2 separate regions of the Rattus norvegicus genome follow, and region 1 is linked to region 2. Evidence: chromatin contacts called from public Hi-C data. All regions are on one chromosome and are shown on one strand. The core of a region is the stretch at or near the end of the contact, and the rest is flanking DNA. Distances in the headings are between cores, read along the strand shown.

What was found. A called contact is a pair of places that touch in the nucleus more often than the background predicts.
Region 1: a contact with region 2 is called in a Hi-C map of liver, with 3 times the contacts expected there. The contact joins two enhancer-like sites. A contact is called at or near these places in 3 of 12 Hi-C or Micro-C datasets (Schwann cells and liver).

The regions. Positions count from the first base shown.
Region 1 is chr1:243,802,740-243,808,153 of GRCr8, reverse strand. No RefSeq gene overlaps it. Among named protein-coding and RNA genes, the nearest start is that of Ppp1r3c, 73 kb to the left of the region's middle. Within about 2 kb of position 2,178, at least 8 of the 93 cell types and tissues checked have an H3K27ac peak or open chromatin away from gene starts, as enhancers often do. A contact at or near this core is called in liver, where this site is marked.
Region 2 is chr1:243,764,605-243,769,737 of GRCr8, reverse strand. No RefSeq gene overlaps it. Among named protein-coding and RNA genes, the nearest start is that of Hectd2, 79 kb to the right of the region's middle. Within about 2 kb of position 1,502, at least 3 of the 93 cell types and tissues checked have an H3K27ac peak or open chromatin away from gene starts, as enhancers often do. A contact at or near this core is called in liver, where this site is marked.

The sequences.
Region 1 (5,414 bases), core at 929-3,428, 38 kb before region 2:
GGAGAGGTAGGAGACTGTTCTCTACCATCCTTCCAAGAGGAGACAAAAGCTAGACTCTGACTTGACCAAAGCTGTGACCAAATCGGTGGCTAGATCTGTCACCTGTGAAATTAACTGTAGCAGCAGGAGTGGGCTCTAACAGTGTTCCATATTAACTAGTCCTTCTGTTATAATCATGGGCCCAGGATATTGAAAATTGTTACAAAGCAGATCAGTATAGAATGCTCTGGTTTGGAGGCTGCTGGGGGCTTAGGACTCACTTAACTTTACATCTCCTGTGCCTGGTCCCGAAGGATAGGCCGTGTTCAGCAAACACTTGTTCAATCAGTGAGTCAATCAAAATTAGTAAAATGTACGCAGAAGCCCTGTAGGGATTTCAGAGAGAAACATTATCGGACTTTCTCCCTCTTTGAGGAACAGGCACGAGAGGACCGTGTAGTTAAGTTTGGAAAACCTAAAACCATTGCAGCTTGAGGAAGTTAGTGCTCACCAAGCCTCTGAGAGGACAGACTCGGCTGGCTGCGTTTAGTCATGAAGAATCACTGTCTTACATAAGCCTCAGAGACAATGGTGATGGAGAAGCCTTTCATTGCAGCGCCTAATAGCTGCTGCTTCTTCCCTGCATATGCAAAACCTTGAAGCATCACAGTCCTTACTGGGTCCCAGTCGCCCCATAGCCTGGACGATACGGAGGTCACGGACGGCGTTTCTTACAGCGAAGGTTAGTTTTCAGAATTTACTCTGGAGATGAACCTTGCAACTATCCAGGAGGAAGACAGCATTTATGAGGCACTTCCCTAACAGGTATGGCCACTGGGAGGGAGACACCGTGGGGCTGCTTCTCCACAGAAATGTCACCGCAGCAATGGCAGGCCCAGGAAATCTCAGAACTGGTAGATGATAGCATCGCGTGCTCAGGAAAACCGAACCCATTCTCTCCCACTACACTAAGAATGAGTTATGTCTTTGTGATCATAAAATTTAGGGGAATTGAGAACAAGCTCCTCAGAGAAAGGTTGCAGGCCCCAGTTTACTGATTTCTTAGCTTCCTTTCAATCTTCAAGTTCTGTGACGCTTGCATAATGGGGCGGATTCTCCTCTATGCATTGAACACAACCTCTCCACCCTCTTTTTCAGTCACTTGCTAATATCTTTGAATAAAGCATGCGGGGTTGGGGATTTAGCTCAGTGGTAGAGCGCTTGCCTAGCAAGCACAAGGCCCTGGGTTCCGTCCCCAGCTCCGGAAAAAAAAAAAGAATAAAGCACGAATGCGTGCTTGCGTGCGTGTGTGTGTGTGTGTGTGTGTGTGTGTGTGTGTGTGTGTGTGCGCGCACACACAGACGTCTAGTCAGTTCTGGAGTGTATTATTTAAAATGGCTGACTGAATCTCTGCTCAGTGGGTCTCCAGCATTTAAGTCGCACTTAGGCCCCGACTGTACTTCTTATTTCGGTTTAGAAAGACATCTCCAACAGAGAAATGGCTCCAGGTTGCAAAGGGCAGCTTTAGAATTATTTTCTTTCTCTGCAGTTAGTGTCAGGGCAGACAAATAGATGATCACAGAAGCCGGTATTCCCTCCAGATGAGGAAAATGCTCCTGTTGCCTTTCCTGACTTGGGCTAAATGTGGCTTTCATACCCAAACCACTTCAGCCTCAAAAAGGAAAAAAAAATGATGGCTGGCTCTCCACTTAAGTGAGGAAGCTGACAATTACCTCCCAGCATGGTGTGACAGTTATGTGAACCTAAGGGCTCGACAGACAGTGGAGCTCTTGTGTGAGGGAATGGATACATCTCAGCAGGTTTTTGCCTGGTGTTGCAGGGTGTTAAAATCACCCTCCGATGTGGATGTGAGGGTGTCTGAGATTGGCAGTGTCATATTCTAAACTAGGGGTGGTGGAAATGCTCAGTCTCTGTTAGAAGGCACTCCTCATCTCTGCTCCAAAGCCCAAGCCTCATATCTCTCTGCCCTGTGTATTCCGCTTTCATTAAGAATATTAAGCTGTTCAGTGTAGATGCTCAACTCAGAAACTCCCTAATTCTCTAAAATGGCAGCAGCCAAACCAAAATGAGTGCTGTGTTGAAAAGCCAGGATGGCCGAATCAGTGGACTTTCAATGTAGGGCAAGGGCTGTTGTGTGTGTCTTGTTAGAGGACAAAGAGGAAGTCTGATCAATCAAAGTGAAATTAAAAATTAACATGCTTCTGTTTGCTCACTTATAATCTTTGAATAGGTCAATACCCAGGGACTGTGCCAGCAACCTGATTTGAGGCTGGCCACAGAATATGCTTGAAGACCAGTTTGGGTAAAGAGGACTGAGAGCAGCTGGGCAGGACTGGGGTTAATTACAGCTAGGATATGGACACCCACAAAGAGCTTAAGCATTCCTTTCTGAGGGCTGGCATTTGTGCTGCTGGTATAGGGTTAGAGAGGACTTGGAGTCTTTGGATGGTGTGTACTTTAGTGGTTCACTCCAAGGAAGACCAAGGACACCAAGTGACACTCTCTCTCTCTCTCTCTCTCTCTCTCTCTCTCTTTCTCTCTCCCCTCTCTCAGGGCAGTATGGAGGTGTAATGAAGCTGTTTGAGATGAGACTGGTGTGTTTATAGAAGACAAGTAATCAGATAAAAACTAGGATTACCCCTTCCTTTTGTGTGCATGCGTGTGTGTGTGTGTGTGTGTGTGTGTGTGTGTGAGAGAGAGAGAGAGAGAGAGAGAGAGAGAGAGAGAGAGACTGGGAAGTAGATGTTACATTATAATTATTGACTTAAAATATACCTATTAGTGTTGTCTTAGCTAGGGTTTCTAGTGCCATGAAAAACATGATGATCAAAAATGACTTGAAGGTGAGGAAAGGGTTTATTTCAGGTTACAGCATCCCTCCATCATCCGGGGAGGAAGGGCAGGGATGTGGAAGCAGGAACTGAATCAGAGGCCATGGAAGGACGATGCTTACTGGCTTGCTCTGCATGCCTTGCCCAGTCTGTTTTCTTGTATTATCCACAATTGCCTTCCCAGAGGTGACACAGCCCACCTCGATCTGTGCCCCCAACCCTTGTCAATTACCAATCAAGAAACTGCTCCATAGACTTGACTACAGGCCACTCTGGTGGGGACCATTTCTTCAGTGGAGGTTACCTCCTCCTACATGACTATAGATGGAGTCAGGCTGACATAAACCTAGCCAGCATAGCCCAGAAAAAAGGGAATTAAGAGGTGTTAAAAATTCTACAGGACCAAGTGACTGAATTTCATCATTATAGGGTGTTAAATATAGACCAGAGCTGATTTATCCTGGGCTATTTTTAGTCCCCTTTGAAAGCAACTCACCACTATCCTGTTCCCAACCCAACACCCTGGTAGCTATCAAAGCTTTGCAAGTATTTTTAGCAGACCTCGAGCTTCCCCCAATCCAAAAGCCAAGAAGTCATCAGACCTATAGCAGAGTGTGCTCCACTCTGCCTTTACACATCGATCTGTGGCTCTACCAGTGTATTCAGTAAACGATGGATCTGTGACTTTCTGTGTTAGCTAGCTAACAGGCTCTCTTACAAGCACTTCCACAGGAGAACGAGTTTTCTACAGCAACCTGAACCCACATTCTAGGGCCAGGATCACTCAAATCTGTGAAAGTTGTGGGAGTGTTTGTTTGTTTGTTTGTTTGTTTGTTTGTTTTGCATCAACATCACAGTTACCAGTCTATAGTTACTCAATAAACATTTGATGGCTGAAGTTAAAAAAAAACAAACAAGCAAACGACTGGACAAAGCTTATGTAAGACTAGGAACCAAAGAATGTGAATTTTAATTTATAGCCAATCAACTGTTTGTAGTCATTGATCCCTGTCTCTACCCCTCGACCCTGTGTATGTGTGTGTGTGTGTGTGTGTGTGTGTGTGTGTGTGTGTGTGTGTGTGTGTGAGATTTGTCCCCTAGAGATACTTGGCAATGTTTCAATGAAGCTGCTTTGGCTGTCAGACTAGATATACAGCCAACCATCCTACAGCATTGAAATATCTTAGTCAAAATGTCCATGGTGAAAGACTAAGAAATATTTGTATAAATGCCAGTATAAGAGAACATGGCCAAATTGTTCATAGTGATAACCTATTCAGAGGAAGATGGAAAGAGTTTTGGAACACGATCTACAAATTTAATAATTAGTTTATTGTCAGGATTCTTTGTTGGAGAGCATCTGTATATGCCCTGGAACTTAATACCTGTCCACTTCAACTTCCAGGGGATTGTAATTGCAGCAACACATCATTATGCTCAGCTTTTGGAATTTATTAATTTTTATTTTATGTGCATGTGGTGGTTTAAACAAGAACAGCCCCCACAGGCCTGTATATTTGAATACTTAGTTACTATAAAGTAGAGTTATTTATTAGGGATTAAGGATTAAGAGATGTGGCCTTGTTGGAGAACGTGTGTCAGTAGGGGTGGGCTTTGAGGTTTCAAAAGCCCATGTCAAACCCAGACCCCGTCTGTTGCCTTCAGATCAGGAGTTGCTCTCAGTTAATGCTCCAGCACCATGCCTGCCTGTGAGCTACCATGCCGCTATGATGGTAATGGATTAAACCTCTGAAACTGTAAGCAAGTGGCCAATTAAATATACTTTTTTATAATAATTGCCTTGGTCATGGTGTCTTTTCACAGCAACAAAACAGTCCCTAAGGCAGTATATGAATGTTTGCGTGTGTGTGTGTGTGTGTGTGTGTGTGTGTGTGTGTGTGTGTGTGTGTGTATCTACAACATGTGCATGCAGTGTCTGTGGAAGCCAGAAGAGGGCATCATATTCCCTGGAACTAGAGTAGAGATGGCTTTAAGACACTATGTGGATCCTTTGGAAGAACAACTCTCTAAGATCCAGGTTCTAGAATTAAAAACAAACAAACAAACAAAATAACAAAACTCACCAGTAAATTACATTTATGGTCAGAATCAATAGGAAAGATGTCCGATACTTAAGCTGGACACTTAGAAAATAGGTATTGAAGAGGAAATCACCTAGTGCCGTCTGTGCCCCCTGGGCACAGGGACCTAGGAGCATTCGGGGCAGAACCCTTGCATTTTCTGCCTGTGCCTAGAGCTGAAAGCCAGTCACTGGGCGTGCCTAGACACCTGAGTGCAGAGCTCTCTCTTCCCAGATCCTGCTGAAAGAAAGCAGGTGTACAGGAATGCTGTCACACAGTCTTACAGGAGGGCCAAGCCACTTTCAGAGTCAGCAAGACAAGCCAACACCAGAGACAACCTAATGGCAAGAGGCAAGTACAGAAACCTAAGCAACAGAAACCAAGAGTACTTGGCATCATCAGAGCCCAGTTCTCCCATCAAAGCAAACACTGTATATCCAAACACACTGGAAAAGCAAGATTTGGATTTAAAAATCACATTTTATGATGATGATGGAGGACT
Region 2 (5,133 bases), core at 253-2,752:
TCATCTCTGTTTTCTGCCTCGCTAGGCCGAGGGAACAGAGAGGTGTCTAGAGCTGCACGGGACCCCATGCTAAACTGGGGGAGCTGAGATCATGTGGGCAAGATCCTGGAAGCTTGGTTGAGGGTGTGAACTGGAATAAGCATCTCAGTCAGAGAAGGGTGGTACCTGCTCTAACATTCTGGAAATTAACTGCCTGAACAAGGACTTGGGAAGGACCAGGGGAGGGGGGAAGCCATGTAAGAGGCTCTAACTGCTCACTGCTACGATTTTAGCTGCTTTATAGATGATCCCCCACAAATACACACACACACACACACACAACAAACACACACACAACACACATACCATACACACACACCACACATACACACACACACACACCACAACACATGCCATACACACACCCCATAACACACACACACACCACACACACACACACACACCACACACACACACACACACCACACATACCACACACACATACACACATACACCACACATACCATATACACAGACACAGACACAGACACACATACCATATATACATACACACACACCACACACACACACACACACCACAACACATGCCATACACACACCCCATAACACACACACACAACACACACACACAACACACATACCATACACACACACCCATAACACACACACACAACACACACACACAACACACATACCATACACACACACACACACCACAACACATGCCATACACACACCCCATAACACACACACACACAACACACATACCATACACACACACACACACACACCACAACACATGCCATACACACACCCCATTACACACACACACACAACACACACACACAACACACATACCATACATACACACACACACGCAACACACATACACCACACATACCATATACACAGACACAGACACAGACACACATACCATATATACATACACACACACACATACACAACACACACAACACACACACACAACACACATACCATACACACACACCACACATACACACACACACACCACAACACATGCCATACACACACCCCATAACACACACACACACCCCATAACACACACACACACAACACACACACACAACACACATACCATACACACACACACACACACAACACACATACACCACACATACCATATACACAGACACAGACACACATACCATATATACATACACACACACATACACAACACACACACAACACACACACACAACACGCATACCATACACACACACCACACATACACACACACACCACAACACATGCCATACACACACCCCATAACACACACACACACACACATACACACACACACACACACTTGCCTATTAGGTTGCTCTTTCATAAATGTCATAAGATCATGGCCTCACACCCTCTGTCCACACGGAGGCTTGGACAGAGGCATCAGCCTGTGAGCAGACGCAGAAACAGAAAGAACCACAGGGAAGGGTGGGGCAGGGCAACTTCTATCCAGATCAGCTGAGGCACTGCCAGGTGACCCTGACTGGAGTGCCAGGATGCCCAACCCTCTTACAAACTCTCTGGGTGACAACTGCAGGCTTTGCTGAGAGTTGACTCCAGGAAGTCTTGACAAGAGGAGGAGCGGTTTGGTAAAGGCCAATGTACCTGAAGAACCAGCGTGGAGCCATTGTTGGCCTGGCCAGCTGTGTGATGGGCGGGCCAGTCTCCTCCCCTTCCCATGCCTGGATTCCTGGAAAGTTGTATGTTGACCAGGGCAGTTTGGTCAGCAATTTTCTTTTCTATTTCATAGAGATTTGGAGGCTCCATGAGTCTATAAAGAGACTTGAGGCGGAACTGCAAGCCAGAGGGCAGATGACTCTGAGCCCCTCACCTCCATTCCAAAGGAAGCCTTCTGAGCTCACTGAGTTATGCTGTGTGTACCACTGAGAAGTAGCCTGCCCTTCCGTCCTGTCCTTCCCAGGATGGGAATCATCCCCCTTCCCAGTGTATCCACTCTGTATACACTATCTGCTCATTATTACACAGTGGCCCCTCGCTGATGTTACACCCAGTGCAGCAGCACACAGTGCCAGCATTCAAGAAACTCTTATTTTACTTAAGAGTGAGCCCAAGCTGCACACACAGGGATGCTGGCAACTTGGTTATGCCAAAGAGAAGCTCTCAATTTTCATTTAAAAATATTTTTAAAAGTGTTTTCTCTGAAAGTTCTTGATTTGTTAAAGAAAAACCAGTGTAAGTTTGGGTACTTTGTCTGAGGTTTTGGACACTCACCAGAACAGGGATTCTTAATTGTCCCCATCATGACCCTTTTTGGTCTAAGAAAGGCTTATACACCCCAAGCACATGGGTACATAAAGTAGGTATGAAAATTAAACATTTACTGATAATAAATCATGTGCATATTAATGAGTTGAATGTCGTTATTTTATATAAAATATGAAGTCCTGACAGTACTTGGTGCTGTAGGAGACAGACAGCTTCAATCATTTTCAGTTAATATTTTTTATTTGTAGTAGTCAATGCCGAGAAGTCTAATTTATACAATGTAGCAGTAAAACTGGGAGAAGTAAGTTCAGAGCCATTTCAGAAAGCGTTGAAAATTATATCCTAATCCTAAGATAAAATTTATTTAATAATTTGTAAGTGAAAATTAAGTTAGCAACTCAAACGTCAATTTAAAAATTCTAGCAGAATGTGGTGGGGGCAGTGAGAGGGATGGGGGGCAGAAGCAGAGAAGGATGGGGGCAGGGCGGGCAAGAACCAGGTTTGTATAAAAAATGCCTGGATAAAGTCCATTACTCTGCAAGCTAACATAAAACACGAGTAAAACATTACAGGATGCTATTTGAGGAAGCTAGAAAACATTACTAAAATAATTTGGTGTGTGGGTATCTGTGTGAATGTGTGGGGAGGGGCGTGGGGATCCATAAACTAGGAAATAATTGTGGAGGTCAGTTCTCCCCTTCCACCAAGTGGGTTCTGGGAGGTCAAATGAAGGTCAGTAGCCTTGGTGGTAAATGCCTTCATCCAATGAGCTGTCTTGCTGGTCCAATAAAAAGTTGTCGCACAATGCGATCCAAAGAGATGCCAACTTGATACACATCAAGGAACAATGATAGGGAAGATGAAAAAAATCTTTGTTTTCTGTAATTACACCATTATGTTTCTGTAGGTGCAGAAAACTTCCTACATGTTCCATACATGTCCCCAAAACGCAGCAGTTCCTGACGTGCCGTAATCTTGCGGCTGAGCCCGGGTGCTTCAGGCATTTGTTGGCACTCTCTGGTTTGTTGGTACTCTGTGGTGTGACCGCATGTGCTGTCCGAAGTTCACTTGTGTGCTCAGGGGAAAGCCTGCAGTGGAATCATGGGAAACTATCCACGAGGGCTTCCAGAAACACTTCAGACTCCGTAGGCCTTTGATTTTGAATTTTTGTTCATTGTGCCCTCAGAAAACTTTTAATTTGTCAAACTTTTCAACCCCCATTCCCCCAATCAATGACATGACCCACAGTTTAAGACACTGGGCACTAGGTCCCTGGCATATTTCCCATGGATAAATTCAGACTCCAGATATTAAAAACCCAGACTCCAAAAGGGAATCAAAGTGTTGGCCTCTAAACCCTTCGTCTAGATGCCCTTTGAGAGCAGCTCCATTGACTTGCCCTCTCTGCCCAGCCCCCTGGGATGCTCCCAAGTGAACTAGCTGTGTAAGTTTCTCTGGATCCCTCTTCTCCCTCACATACATACCCTTGGCTGTTCCTGCCTAGCATCCTGCTCTAGCTTAGCTCCTGCCAAGCTCTGCTCCCTCCATGGAGAGCTCCTCAAGCAGGTGCGAGGAAGGCGGCAACATCCACAGCACGTGTGATGGTTTGAGTTTGAATCCCTGGCCCCAACTTGTGGGTGGGCGGTTTGATTCCACATGCTTGATTCAAGGGAAGTGATTGGATCCTGAGGGCTCTAATTCCATCATGGATTAGTTTCTCGATGGATGCCTAACGTGGCTGTGCCACTGAGGGCTGCTACAAGCTTGGAGCTGTGCCCTGACATGCTTCGTTCCGGGTACCTTCCTGTCTCTTTGCTCCCTGGATGACACAAGGAGAGCGGCTTCCTCCTACTATGCCCTTCTGCCATGAGGTTTCTGCCTTAGCACAGGCTTAAAAGCCATAGAACCAGATGGCTGTGGACTAAAACTCTGAAACCACAAGCCCAAATGACCCCTTCCTCCCCGAAGTAGGACTGTTCTGGCATTTTGTCCCAGCAGTGAGAAGCGACTGACACAGGAGATGATGGCCTGACACCTCATGGCTGGTGACACTGAAAATCTGATGCTGCGAAATGCATCCATTCCCCAAAGAAGTCAGCCAGAGAGTCTTGGATCTGAGTGGCTGTGAGATCACCTTTGTCCTTTGTGAACTTCCTCATGAAGTCCTTGATGCTCACAGGAACTCATTAGTGACAGCTTAATGACTTCCAGGCTCGGGCTTTGCTGCTTAAGTCTGTCCTTGTCACATGGGCCCTCGGGTGTCACATAGCAGCGTGCACTGCTCCCTGGAGTTGGGCTACCCACCACTCTCTGCTGGATGTCTGTCCTGATTGGGTGAGAGTGTGACCGCCGTAGCTACTCCAGGGTGTCTAAGTAGAAGAGGCCGTTAGTGCCTCCAGTCTCAGTGCTGGCTGAGCTGCCTTTCTGGGCAAGCTTCTGCTCTCTGGTGAGTCCTGGGGCAGTGCCTGAATCTTCCTCTCCTGAGCTGTGTGTACCTCAGGCTTCTCTGCATGTGCATCCCTGCATGGTGAGTGAGGAGACTACTCCTGGTGATTTTGGAAGATGCTAGCACTTGTCTAGACCGACAGTCTTCCCCGGAGCTCCTCAGTCATATCGCCTTCTGTTAAAAGAATAGTCTGATTGCACGAGGCTGCACTGGAGGCTGTCGAACAAATTTCCCAGGAGACTGCTAACACAGAGGAATGGGGGCTTCATAATAGGAGAGCCCAAGGGTCTTTAATGTCCCAGGCCAAAATAAAGTGGGGCCTGGGTGTGGCCGTTACTGTTCTTCTGGGCTCTGGTGCTCTTTCACAAGCTCCGGTCAAGAACGTAGGAATGACAACCAAACTCATCCCCTGG